2 separate regions of the Gasterosteus aculeatus genome follow, and region 1 is linked to region 2. A link is a contact called in public Hi-C data. All regions are on one chromosome and are shown on one strand. The core of a region is the stretch at or near the end of the contact, and the rest is flanking DNA. Distances in the headings are between cores, read along the strand shown.

Region 1 (6,637 bases), core at 1,067-3,566, 110 kb before region 2:
GGAGAATCATTTTAATTCAGCACGACAGCATTTGCTGATCGTTACTTAACAGTATAGCTGCGGTTCAGCGATGTCTATGTTAAAGTGCGGAATCTGCAGGATCACCAAAGTCAAGTGTAAACTTTTAACCTCATGCTTGTGCCAAAGGGAACGTCAGGGGATCAACTTGAAGCCTAAATCCTCATATAATCTTATTTATTTCTACAGTGGGAAGAACTTTGTCTTAACACGTCCTCCTAAAAGCTTTTTTGTTCCGAGGCTTGAATAGTGTTTTTTCATTTTTAGCTTATTGCAGGTCTTGCAAGAATAAGAAGCACAACGCACATAAATGATGGATGAATCTGACGTCTTTGCTGTGACCATTTTACAGGTTAAATGACTGAAGAGATCAAATAAAACCAAATATTTTTGGAGCCGCATGCACAACGAACGTGAGATGGGGAAGAAGTGCCTACACGCTGTTCACAGTGATCTGTTCTGCCTCCGAGGGGCCAAAGCAACCCCTCCGTCCCCCCCAGTGCAAGATCGCCCACCTGCAGCTGTTGCAGCATACACATGGAGTTGTAACCACACCTCGCGCACAACAGGGGGGTGGGACGGTGAAAGACTGGGGAGGTGGGAACAGCGTTGGGAGGCGATACAATACGGTTGTCTGTGTTTCCACTCAATTGTTTTTGATAGCTTCTGTAGACCGAAGTGCAGCTTTGCATCCATGGGAAAGACGTCCTCCATCTATATCCACGTCCAAAGTCCTCCTCAGGAAGACCATTTTTCGGTCAACCTCTCTAACTCTCTCTCGCCCCTCTACCGGCCTTTGGGTTCTCCCCCATCCGGGTTCGCAGAAGCTCCCACGCCGGAGACACACACAGGATTTAACGCGCCTGTTTCCCGACAAAGTTGTGCGCTATAAACCCGCCGCGTTGATGTGTTTACTGGCCTGAAGCGGCTATTGTGCAGCCTGCCAGCCGTTTACTCTCATACTTGGGCGGTAATACCAGTACTCGCAGTGTGTGGGCATGTTATGCAATCCTTGTTGCTCGTTGGTAATGAGATTCAGTTGTCATCCAGTGTGTATGTGTGGTATGATTTAGTGTGTTTAGACGCTCAATTTCCTGACTTATTAGATCTCTAAACTGTTAAAATTCTTTGGTGATACGTATGCAAAGACCAATATTCCTATTTATTTGATTAGATATCTCACACAGCACTTTCAGAACCCTCAAAACCTGTTGTTTCAGAGTTTAAAAGAAGACGCTGTTCATAAAGTCAAACTGAAATATTGGACAGCGATGGCTTAAACCGTTGGGTACGAAGCCGGCTGTAATTTAAACACCTCGCCTGCGTCTTAAGAGAAGATTACCATTTAAAAAACACATTACATTAAGAAGGCATTGCTGCTAAACTTGAAACAGAATGTGGATCAACAAAAAGGTTTAAAAAAATGTATCCCAACACTATCGCTGAACCAGTCCTCACAGTAATCTTTTCTCTTTTTTTTTTTTTTTTTACGTCGTCTTTAATTAAGTGAATTGATGCAAGAACGATTTTTGGAGAAAGCTGCTTTTGGCCCGTCAGTGACTGCCCGCTCTGTGATTGGTGTTTATACTTCACCCGTCCAATCAGCCGTGGGTGCGGGCTGCGCGTATCACGCACGTATAAAGACTCGCCTGCAACCAAATTGGCGCATTCCCCTCCGAGCTATGCGCGTTCTGCCTCTCAGGCCTCATTAAGCGCACATGTGCGCTTTGCGTGTTTTCCATTGTTTAACAGCTGGGTTTGGGTCCGAGCAGAGACACATTTTCCCCCTGCGTCCCGCGCCTATTGAGCGTGCAGCGACGGGGCCAGTGGTGCGTCGGTGGCCCGGTAGTCCGCGGAGCCGGCCGATCCCTGTTCGGAAAGGTTAGGCCTCCGTACGAGGCAGCCCGCCCGCCTGGGCCGGATTGAATGTGAACTTTGGTTTTAAGAATAGCCCGCTTTGTGCCAAGAGAAACAAGTCTGCAGTCTCCCCGCGCAGAGTCAGGGAATGTTCTGTGGTGGCTCTGTGGGTCAGAGTCGTTGCTGCACTCGTGAGTCAGTTCGTTTTATTTTGTTTATGCAGCAAAGTTCCTACACATGGAAACATGCAGTTTGCGGGGGCTGGACGGGCTTTTTGAGGTTTGTAAATTCACTAGGTCAATAAATAGTATCAAAAAGCTAAATGTGATTGGATATAAATCCTGTATTTTAAATCAAATCCCAAATATTCACACCAATAGTCTTGTGTGGTGCGACGCGCAGGTGTAGTTCCCCCGGTGAGACCTAGATGGCAGCAGTGAGCCGCTGTGTGACCGGCGGTGTCAGTCCGGCCTGGAGTCCGACATTCAGGATCAGCAGCCCGGTCAGAAGAAGATGGGCTTTTAACCACTTTATGATCGTGTGCTCATTACCTACACAAACGGAATCAATGAAAAAAAATGCATTAATAAATATCATCCAGGAAATTGAGATGGCTTTACAAAATGATTTGTTAGACAATCAACTACTGTTGAAAATAAGATAATATGATCAAGCAAAAAAAAAAAAAAGTGTTCCGTGGTTCTAGCTTCTTAAGGACAGGACTTGGTGCTTTTCATTTTAATTTGTAATATGAATTTACACATACATATATTATTAACTTTTGTCTGTCTCCAGCTTCTGAAATAATCATCACATTTTCTTGAGCAAACCTACATTTCCAAATTTCCTGTCATTTTAATAACAACAAAAAACGTCTTTCTCAACATTTCTTTAATTTTTTTTTTTTGATTCACTTTTTTTCTGATTCACTTCACTTTAGATTAATTTAAAGTGTAAATAAAAAAAGATTTTGCTGTCTGAGGGTCAGACTCCAGGTGTGGACGAGGCCCTCTGCAGGTCAGACGTTCGCATTACAGCACGTTATACTGGAGGAAGGCGTTCTGCAGGATTACAGACATTACAGACGTGCTCATTACTATAAAGCAGAGGACGAAAGGACAGTAAAGTTATTCACTGACCAGATAAAAATGGTACCATTGAACAATCTAATTTTAGTTATCACGTTTTTTTCCTCATCTGCACCACAATCCATCAGTCCCCCACCCTCCTGACTGACAGTAGCCCGTAGCGTGTTCTTAGCGGTACGATAACTCCCCACAATAGAGCTGGGACGATGTGCTTCGTTAGTTTGTTGTAGTTGGTTAGAAGGGCGAGCAGCGGGGAGAACACGGTAACCAGGTATTACACTAAATATTTATTTATCAAAGTCATCAGTCTTCCTGTTGCTATGTCCTCCAGGGAGACATTTGGCAATAATAATGGTAGTCAGAGCGCCATACTGGATGTTCTGTAATGATTTATCTGGAGTTCAGCTGCCTGTGTGATGAGGGAACAAGGAGTGTCAACTCAAAGCGATCTGCCGTTCAGTCTTAATGCTGCATGTTAAGCATTATACCTCATTTATACGTTGGGGTTTAGGGGTATTTAGCTCATTATTACATCTATAAATATCTAAATAAAATAATGACTTGAGTTCCAGAAGCAAAGTTCAAACCCCCACAAACAGAAACATCTTTTGGAGACCTTAAAGCTTTGGACCAAACGTTGAAAGTGCAATCAACAGAAAAATCTGTAATGACAGCATTTACACTGACTAATATGATCACATTTACTCATGTTATCACTATCACAATATCACATTATCCGATTGAGAATGTATAAATGAATTTGTGTGGACGTGTTTCAGCAAAGTGAGTCATTCCGATCCTGGTTCAACAGCACGGCAATGATCAGACACCGTGGTGCACGACAATCACTGCTTTACAGTAAAAAAATAAATAAAGTTAGCTACTCTTGTCGGAAGCATGAAGTAAATTGTAAGTGGATGTTTAGTTTCGCGGTTTAAGTCTTTTCGTATTTGCCTCGGGGGCCAAAGAGAGAAGTTGTGGTTATTCTGTGGCCGAATTATTCCTTTAAGTTGACTCGGCAAGTTTCAGCTTGCAGCTGAACAAAATGAGCAGGAACGCTATTTGACATTATTTCAGTTAACACACTTAAAGATCAATTGGAGACTGTCCTTCAGGCCCATAGACAAACCAAACGCCTACGTATGGGAATTGTGCTGTGATCATTTGAATTCCATCTCTCCCATCCTGCAACAATCTCTTTAATCCCTTTTTCCATTGATTTTGTCATAAAATCCATTTTAGTCCTTTTATTTAATAAGATTATTCCTCAAAAAGCAGGTTTGTTTCTAAAAGATTTCTTACTGACATTCTGTCTACAGCAGCAGCTGCACTGTGACACAACGGCACCCAAAGGTGCCGTACGTCTGCAGTTGGGTCGTGACTGAGCTCTGCGCATTAGCATCAGCTTTCAGTTTGCGCTGTGCTTCCGGTTGAGGGAAGGTTAACGTACCTTTCACTCTGAACGAGTTCACACAATGAACACGCAGGCGGCTCGGGAGACCAAGATGTCTGTTGCGAGTCGACGGTGGTGTTTGCACGGACGCAACGTTGTGCGCACCAGGGGATTTCTGTGCGCACACTCGCTGCTCTGCAAACACGCGGAGAGGAGCGGAGAGAGCTGGGCAGCTATCTTTCACTTGTTGACCTGCACCTGGACGCTGCTGCTGTTCCAGTCCAAGCATCTGCTTCTCCCGTCATCGGCTCTGGCCTCTTAATCACGCCGCATCCCCAAACAGACGCACTCGCACTGAAGTGGACGCGGCACTTCCCCTGGTAATTGCATGTTTGTGTAAACGAGCCGCTTGTTTGGAGTTTCTCCTGCAGCCTGCAGTCAGATCACGCTCCATTGTTTGGGACTGTCTCGAAAAATGAAATCATGACATGTTCAACCCGATTCAGAGCTGGAAGGCAGGGCCGTCCTTCAGGGGCGGTGTAATAGTTGTTCCATAATGTGTTAATTGCCCTTTTTAAGAGCGTCATAACTGTAATGGGTCCATTATCTTGGTGACACGCGTGTGCGGTTGCTCTTGTCTGTTGGGGTTAATCTCAGGACTGCAATTGGTTACCAAAACGCCTGCCGCGATGAGCTATGTTCCCATCACAAAATGATGACGATCGAGGGACGAAAACCAGTTGGCATAGAGCCCCCTTATGACTTACGACTAGATCCTAATCTTGACAGGCGTAATTGTTTTAGTGCCGTTGACTTCATGGAGGAATTAAACCGGTTTAGAATCTATCTGTAGCTTCTTTGTGTGCAGAGACTGCTTCCTTTGCATGTGGGTGTTTTTTAATTGAATCTTTAAATCAGGTTGTCATACCTGGATGAAGGGCTGTGCCACTCTTACCTTAAGCGTGTGTGTGTGTGCGTGGTTTTCAAAGTCAGTTATTGCTCCATTTGCAGGGAGACACACAAACATTCATCTTATCAGTTCAGCTGTCAGGCACAGAACCAATACAAGCCAAAAAAACATCCCCGCCCCCCCTCACCCACAAAGCAGAGCGCACCCCCATCAGCCCAAAAGTTGCTGAAAGCAGTCACTTTGTCCATCATGTATCCCCCCCCTTAGTCGGGCCTCGAGCAGCCCTTCAGGACCGGGACGAGCTCCACACCGCCAGTATTCTGCGTCCTGTTTCTGTCAGCCATCTGGCCACCTCGGCAGTGCCAGATGAAAAACTCCCCAATGCGTGTGTTGTTTTCCTCTTTGCACAGTAAGAGAGAGAGAGACAGCGGCTCATCGATAAATCCGTCATCAGTGCGGCCTGTGAGAGATGTAATCTCCCCGCATGGATTTGTTTAGGCAAAGTCAGTCTGTGGGTTGGTTAGTTTCTGATATGTAGTTATTTTGTATGTAACCTTTGCAACATTGTGTCCCTTTCAATTACCGAATATCTGCTAACCACACCTAAGGGCCAATGTAGCCGAATGACCATGTTGTTTGTTTCCATATTTTATGTGCCGTCGCGTATAGTGCAGCGGAACGCAATGAAAAGTTTGAAAAAAAAAAATGAGCTGTGACCTGCAGCTTAACGTCTCTCAATCTGTTGATCAACTTCGTAGCTCTAAGAAACTAACAACAGAAAGTTGTACATGCATTCGTATTCGCGTGACATAAAATAAGTGCGGCTTATCCCAAATCATGAAAGTCTCCGCCCAATTGACGCAGAAGGACACGGCCAGATGTCCACATGCCTCTGGCCTCATACTACTAATGGCTTATGGGAAAATAATATGAATGATGATTAAAATGTGTATTGATCCTGAAGGCCGCTCTCTGGCAGCATTGTTGACCTTTGTCTTCAGAAGGGGAGCCCGTGGTCACACACGTCACCCGTGTATACCGGGACACCTTCTGTCCAGCTGTGTGGGGCCGCCAGATGCATGAGTGGCAGAAAGAAAAACTGCTCATTAATCAAACTATCCGCAGTGTTTCGCTGCGTTTTCCCGTCCTCACTCTTTCCATCCCGATGTCGGTGGGCGATTGAGATCAGTTTCGGGACCTGGACCCGGTCTCGGGGTCTTCTAGAAAGCGCCTCCTAAGCGGCTGCTGCTGCTGCAGGATTTCAGTTAAGATCACGATGGTCTTTATCTCCGTCCTTCGTGCAGGTATCGACAGCGGCCAAGTGTGATTAATTGTCTCCTGCGCTGTTATTTGGGAGTGCTGATTCTGTCA
Region 2 (6,230 bases), core at 2,255-4,754:
TCCCGAGGTGCGGTAGATGGACTGGCCGGACGGGAAGGCCATCTGACAGCTATTATTCCCGCTGACCGGGGAGCCGTTCAGCCCGATCCGCTGGGACTCGAACATCTCCCGCACAGAGTGGAAGTTCTGCTGCTGCGCCGGGTAACCCGGGCTCAAATGGCTCAGGTCCCCGTACCAGGACGCGAGCCGTCCCTGGTGCGCGTGGTGGCCGTCCTGGCCCACCTGGCTCAGGTTGTTGTGTCCGAGAGGGGACGCGGTGGTCGTGGTGATGCAATAGTCGGGCAGGGCCTCCTCCACCGTGGTGGAAGGCGCCAGGTGGCCGCCGGAGGACCGCTCCCCCGCGTACAGGCTCATGGCTTGCATGTTGCAGTGATAGGTCGCGTTGGAGTTGGAGATGGCGCTCTGGTTGCAGGTCGTCGAGCTGTATGCGGATGTTTGGTTGGGGGAGTAGTTGAGCGACATGGAAGGGGCGATACCTGTCCGAGACGAGGCGATGAGTGGCGGGGACAGCTCGGCCTGCGGAGACCCCCGCAGGGTGGTCATGATGTTATCCACGCTGAAGCCCTGCGCCGGGACCTGGCCGTGGTGCTGGTGGTGCTCGGGTCCGTCCATGCTGAGTGACCGGGTGGAGGGCACGCTGTGCGGGCTGCCAGTGGACATGCTGCTGCTGCTGTCGGGGCTCTCGGTCTTGGGCACGGCGCTCAGGGCCGGGGAAGCGGCCTGCGGCGGCGTAGACGTCCCGTTCTCCGTCTTTATATCCTGGATCCGCACCGGATGAGAGCCCTGCGCTGAGGGGTCCTGCTCCCGGCCCGGGGTGCGAGACGAGGGGTCCTTGACCTGCCTGTCCCGGTCGTCCTTGTCCTTCTGCACGTCCTTCTTTTTGAACCTCCTCCGACGCCGTAGGAAGCTGCCGTTCTCAAACATGTTGTAGGAGTCCGGGTCAAGAGTCCAGTAGCTGCCCTTGCCGGGCTTCTTATCGTCCCGGGGCACTTTCACGAAGCACTCGTTGAGAGACAGATTGTGCCGGATGCTGTTCTGCCAGCCCTGCTTGTTGTCCCGGTAGAACGGGAATCGCTCCATGATAAACTGATAAATCCCATTCAGGGTGATCTTTTTCTCCGCTGAATTCTGGATTGCCATGGTGATGAGAGCGATGTAGCTGTAGGGAGGTTTCACCATGTCCTTTGCCTGGTGCTGGGGGTTGTACGGTCCGTACGCCCGTGCCATGCTGGCCGGGTACTGATCGTGGGCCGAGTGGGAGTACATGCTCATGGGTGCAGGCATCCCGGTGTATCCACCGCCGGCCCGGTAGTAGCTCTGGTCGCTGCTGATGTACGGTACAACTCCCAGAGAGTTGGGGCTGGAGACGGAGTAGCGCGCCTGCATCCTGCGCTATGCGTAAAACCTCCCCAAAAAGCGTCCCCTCCAGAAACCCTCGTAAGTTCGTCGCGTGCTCCCAATCTGTTTCTGGTTTCTCTTCTTCCTGTATCGTCTAGAAGTTCCTTTTTTTTAAGCCACAACTCACCACGGCGAAGCGGACAGAGCGAACGCTGCCGCCGAGGACATTTGGGAAAGCGAGAAGCCTAAAAGTAAGACTGGAGGCGCATGAGTCCACACGGCTAGGAACCGTGTTTTTTCTACTCGTTAAATTTTTCCTCCCTTTTGGCTGCTCTACGCTGCTCCTCCCCGAAAGCGTGCTCCATCATCCAATTGGAGGACGAAATGAACCTGTGGAAAAGCGGTATGGGCGACAAAAGTTACTACACCCTTCCTCCTCCTCCTCCGCCCCCTCCCTCCTTCATCCCGCTCTACTCATAACTTCATGGAGTTGTTAAATGCTGTTAAGGGTGTGCCTTACAGAGAAACCCCCCTTAATTACTCAATTTGTTTTTTTGTATTAATATATCGTATATTAGTCATACAATTAATCGCATTAGTCTGTTTTGGAAACCAGAATAATGAGCTATTGTGAGGATACGAGCTTTAAAACTTTCTTCTTACTATAGCAAAACTCATGCGTAAAATGGGAGATGAAAAGCTCCCAAGACTGACCTAAACAGACACCCACAAGTATCTCTGTTAAATCTGTCTCAGGCATGTAGGCCCTATTTTAGGCCCTTTTTCTAAATGAAACGGTTAGAGGCCGTTTTCGATACCTCAGCCGGTAATTAGACCAAACGCGTCGGCGATTACTATCGCCAAATGAGCCAAGGCTCATCGGACTGCAGTCTGTGAGGGACTCGCATCAGCTGCTGCGGAGCCTCTGTGCAAACAGACCGACATGAAAGAGGGAGGCTGCCTCCCGACAGCGCCGGTGGGAGGTGTGGGGGGGGGGGGGGGGGGGGGGGGGGGGGGTTGAAACTAATTAAAGGTTAAATGAAGATCATTTGGTCGAGATGGGTGAGAAAAGGGCCCCTGGGTGCGAGCGGCTGCTGAGACAGAGGTGGGATTTTTTTTTTCTCGAGATGAAGACCTTCCAAATGTCATTCACAACAAACAAACACCCCCCCCCCCCCCCCCCCCCCTCAATGCCCTCCCCACACACCAAGTGGCTTCCAGAAAACGATGTTCCGTTATGTGGAAAACCTAAAGACAACACCAATGTTTTCCCAGCCTGATGGAAACGATCGTTTAACAACATTACGAAGATGGAGGCGATTAAGGGATCGGCTATTGTGTCTGTAAAAATAAAGAGAATCTACATTAATATTCTATAATGTATATGTTAATAGTTTAATATCAAAAACTCATAAAATGTCTGCGAAAACCTCTAATTAAAGGTTTGTGTTTAAATTGTTTAATTTATGTATTTATTTGCTAGAATCTTTGTTGCTTTTGTTGTAGAAATTTTTGTTGAAAAATACCGGTTTTGATTGATTGTATGAAATTATTGAAAAATTATGAATCAGAACTATTTTAATATGTGGGTTTTATTTGCACCTTTTATGTAAATTAAGCCAAGGTTGTTCTGTTTATTCGTGCACAGCAACACCAACCTATAATATGGTTTACGCTTACATTTTAAATGATTTAATTTGAGGTATTCAACAAAATGTAAATACGTTTAGCCAATTTCCCTGCACATTCTTTAAATTCTGCCAATATATTTTAAACGAAAATATTTTCTTAATCTATTTATCTACAGAAGGAATTCTGGTAAAGCTGTAAAATAACATAATGCGGCAGAAAAAAAACACGCCGTCCACGAGAGCCAGTTCAAGTAATAATAATAAAACACAATAAAAGAGATACAAGTTATCTTTTTCATCTCATCTTTATCCTTTGCCAGACGAATTAATCGAACTCTTTCAGAAGTGATATTAATTCAAGCGGAGGGAAAACAAACAAACAGCAAACTGATGAGCCCTTGATGATCCGCGAGAAGCCGCCGTTTCTCACCTGAGTCCTGAGTGTTCCCGGGGTCTCTTTCTTCTGGGATTTGCATGTGTTGTCCGGTCAGAGGCAGCGCGCACCGTCCCTGTGAGGCCCGCCGCTGGGTCCGACTGACCAGTGGGCCCTGCCGTCGACCCTATGTGTGTGTGTAAAGAGGGAACCCTGGCCTGCAGGGAACTCAACCAGCAACCCGCAGCCGAGTGTGTGATACCCAGCCGTGGCTGCATGTCCTTTATTAATACGTCTTAGCATTTGTCACACCTGAACTCCGTTCATGCTATTTCCCCCCTGAAATAATAGCTCGCACCAACTACAAATAGCAAATAGAAATCGAGAAATCATCATATGTAAATATCATTTGAAGAATTACGTTGATTTTATTGATATTAAATCAACGGTGAAGAGAAAGTAACTTGATTTGTACCATAGCCATATAGCCTTTGACCAAATGCTGCTGTTAAATGTAGGCGTGCGACCCACTCGTGCCCCGCAGTGGTCATTGGGTGGAAGTGCAGGCTGGATGGATCTTGTGAGATCTTTTACTTTTGGCTTTGGCTAAAAGTAAAAGAAGTCTGCTTATAGTGCTGCATCCAAAATGCATAAAGGGTCTTGATATTCAGAACATTTATTTTGTATCAAAAATGACTTGTGTCGTGTGAGCAAAACAAGAACTAGACTGGAGACTTAAATCAAAGCAATATGACAAAGTTTATTTGCAACAAGAGTCTTCTGTCCTGCTGTTTGACGTGCACGGACCAATTTCAGGCAGTTTAACGAGAACATGAAAAAAATGCGCTTAATACAAAATGCGCTCGAATTATATAGTCTCTAAGAGCATTTTTGATTGGTTATTAAGATGGAGGCGGCTCCTGCTTAGAACCCTCGGAGAGCCCCATTGGAGCACAGGGATGTCCATCCATCTAGGCTCTCGGATCAACACGCCTCCCGTTGTTCATGAGTTCTACATATCAGGATGTTTGCAAGATGAGTGCATGATGATTTGCATATGAGCGCTGGGCGCAGTTAGGTAGGGACATGTTATTCTTAGAATGGGGAACAGGTGGTTCCTGTTGAACGGCATTTGATCCAAATAGTGCGTGCATCTTTTTGCAACATGTTACAACAACATGTGACTTGAAATACTTGTTGTTTGTGCAATCAGGCCTTTAAGCGGCCTTCAGCCATTATTACTATGCATTTATAGTTCAAGTGTAATTTCATTCTATAGCGTAAGCGCGCAGGATTATATTTTAATACTCAACACTTGCAATGTAGAGATAGAATGGAGTGTGCTTGCTGAGCAAAAAATAATGTCACCGTGTGTGTGTGTGTGTTTCTTTGCTTGTATAGCCGAGCTGACTGCCTTAATGCATGCTGGTGGATGTAAGCCCCGCTCATGCTCCGCACTGCTCCCTGATCATCGCAGAGGAATAGAGGTCCCGACCCCCAGGTAAACTCTGTAGCACTGTTAGCTGCCAGCTGCCGGCTCAACGATCCCCATGAGAGGTGTTGAGTCTTAAATATAGCAGAGAAGTTAAGGTGTAGCATCAAAATATTGACTCCTTAAAGTATGCATGAAGTAAAAATAGTAATTATGTAAAATACTCCATTTGAAAATGAATTATAGCATTATACATTGCAGTTTATTATTTGATTATAATTATTGTTGCAGCTAGCTCACATTAATGACAACATTAGTCCACATGGTAGTCCGGCTACTGCTGGAGAATTTCCAAACAAGACAAGTTGATCTCATCACAATATGTCATCATTTTGGAAAAGGCTATTAATCTTAAATCAACATTTGCAAAGTAGTTAAAAAATAGATTTAGTTTCTTCGCACAATCAACAAGGAGAAACCTCTGAATATCCGGACTGTTATCTCAAAACTTTCATCTCGACTTTGGAGTCAAATATTAGCCCCTTAGAGGTAGTAGTATAGAACTAGTACAACAAGTACTCGATGACTGATGGCAGCACGTCATTTCTGGTTTCTAGTCATCATCGACATAATCTTCGTCATCAGGGAGGTTCACCATGCCAGCCTCCCCGGCTTAGCATTTCATCTTTCACAAACCCGAGTTAAGTAGTTACACAGCCCCCTCTGCTGCTACATTAGTGCACATGCACGAATGAGGAGGTAAGGACGGGACACCTCGTTTTTAGAAGCTCATTTTAGTTCAATGATGTCCACAATTTGGAAAAAGTGCACGGTATTGAAATTCTGCGTTTTTACTGTTGACCTCACATCAGTTTGTGGTAATTTTCTATTTTCTATTTTGCAGGCACTTCAGTGTGTCATCGACAGTGTTTATATTAAGTGCCTAATTAAACACAGACAGATTTCCAAAATATTTCAGGACCTCATAGTCATGTGCTCAAATAGCTCATAGGAATTGGTTTTCAAATAAATAGCTGCCAATCATCCATGTGCAAAACATTAATCTTGCTCCGGCTGTGACTGGTTTGAAGAGGGCGAAGCTGCTCTCAAGGCCACAAAGCTCCTCACAGTGTGGCAGTTTTCCCTTTTTTTACCCCTTTAAACTCAACATTTAAGAACAGTCAGGCAAACGTGTGGAGCTTCTCTGAAATAAGGCCATGGGAAATGAGTGAAGGAAACTTTTCCTTAAGCTGTTTCTGATTTATCTGCCCTGATGAGTGGCATACTTTCCTCGCACAATGACAGTCTTCATATTTGCACATCATTTCAAATTAAATGAAGGTTAGCAAAGTGACCAGAAACTTTCGAGCCTCACACTATAATTGCAATGCAGCAACAAATAAAAAAGCCAGAAAAGTATGGCGGGATTAAATTGGTTTATAACAATTTCATTTTT

Evidence for each region. A called contact is a pair of places that touch in the nucleus more often than the background predicts.
Region 1: a Hi-C map of liver shows a contact between it and region 2, with 5 times the contacts expected there. The contact joins the enhancer-like site here to the promoter of LOC120823868 in region 2. A contact is called at or near these places in 5 of 6 Hi-C or Micro-C datasets (liver, skeletal muscle, tail fin and 1 more).

Annotation. Positions count from the first base shown.
Region 1 is chr8:6,545,425-6,552,061 of fGasAcu3.hap1.1, reverse strand. The region is part of intron 4 of gmds (GDP-mannose 4,6-dehydratase); the gene reads left to right. Among protein-coding and RNA genes, the nearest start is that of gmds, 15 kb to the left of the region's middle. Within about 2 kb of position 2,316, at least 7 of the 9 cell types and tissues checked have open chromatin away from gene starts, as enhancers often do. A contact at or near this core is called in liver, where this site is marked.
Region 2 is chr8:6,434,327-6,440,556 of fGasAcu3.hap1.1, reverse strand. LOC120823868 (forkhead box C1-A) reads right to left here and starts at 3,504. Exons shown (of 2, transcript XM_040184299.2): 1 at 3,400-3,504; 2 at 1-1,728. The coding sequence starts at 1,386.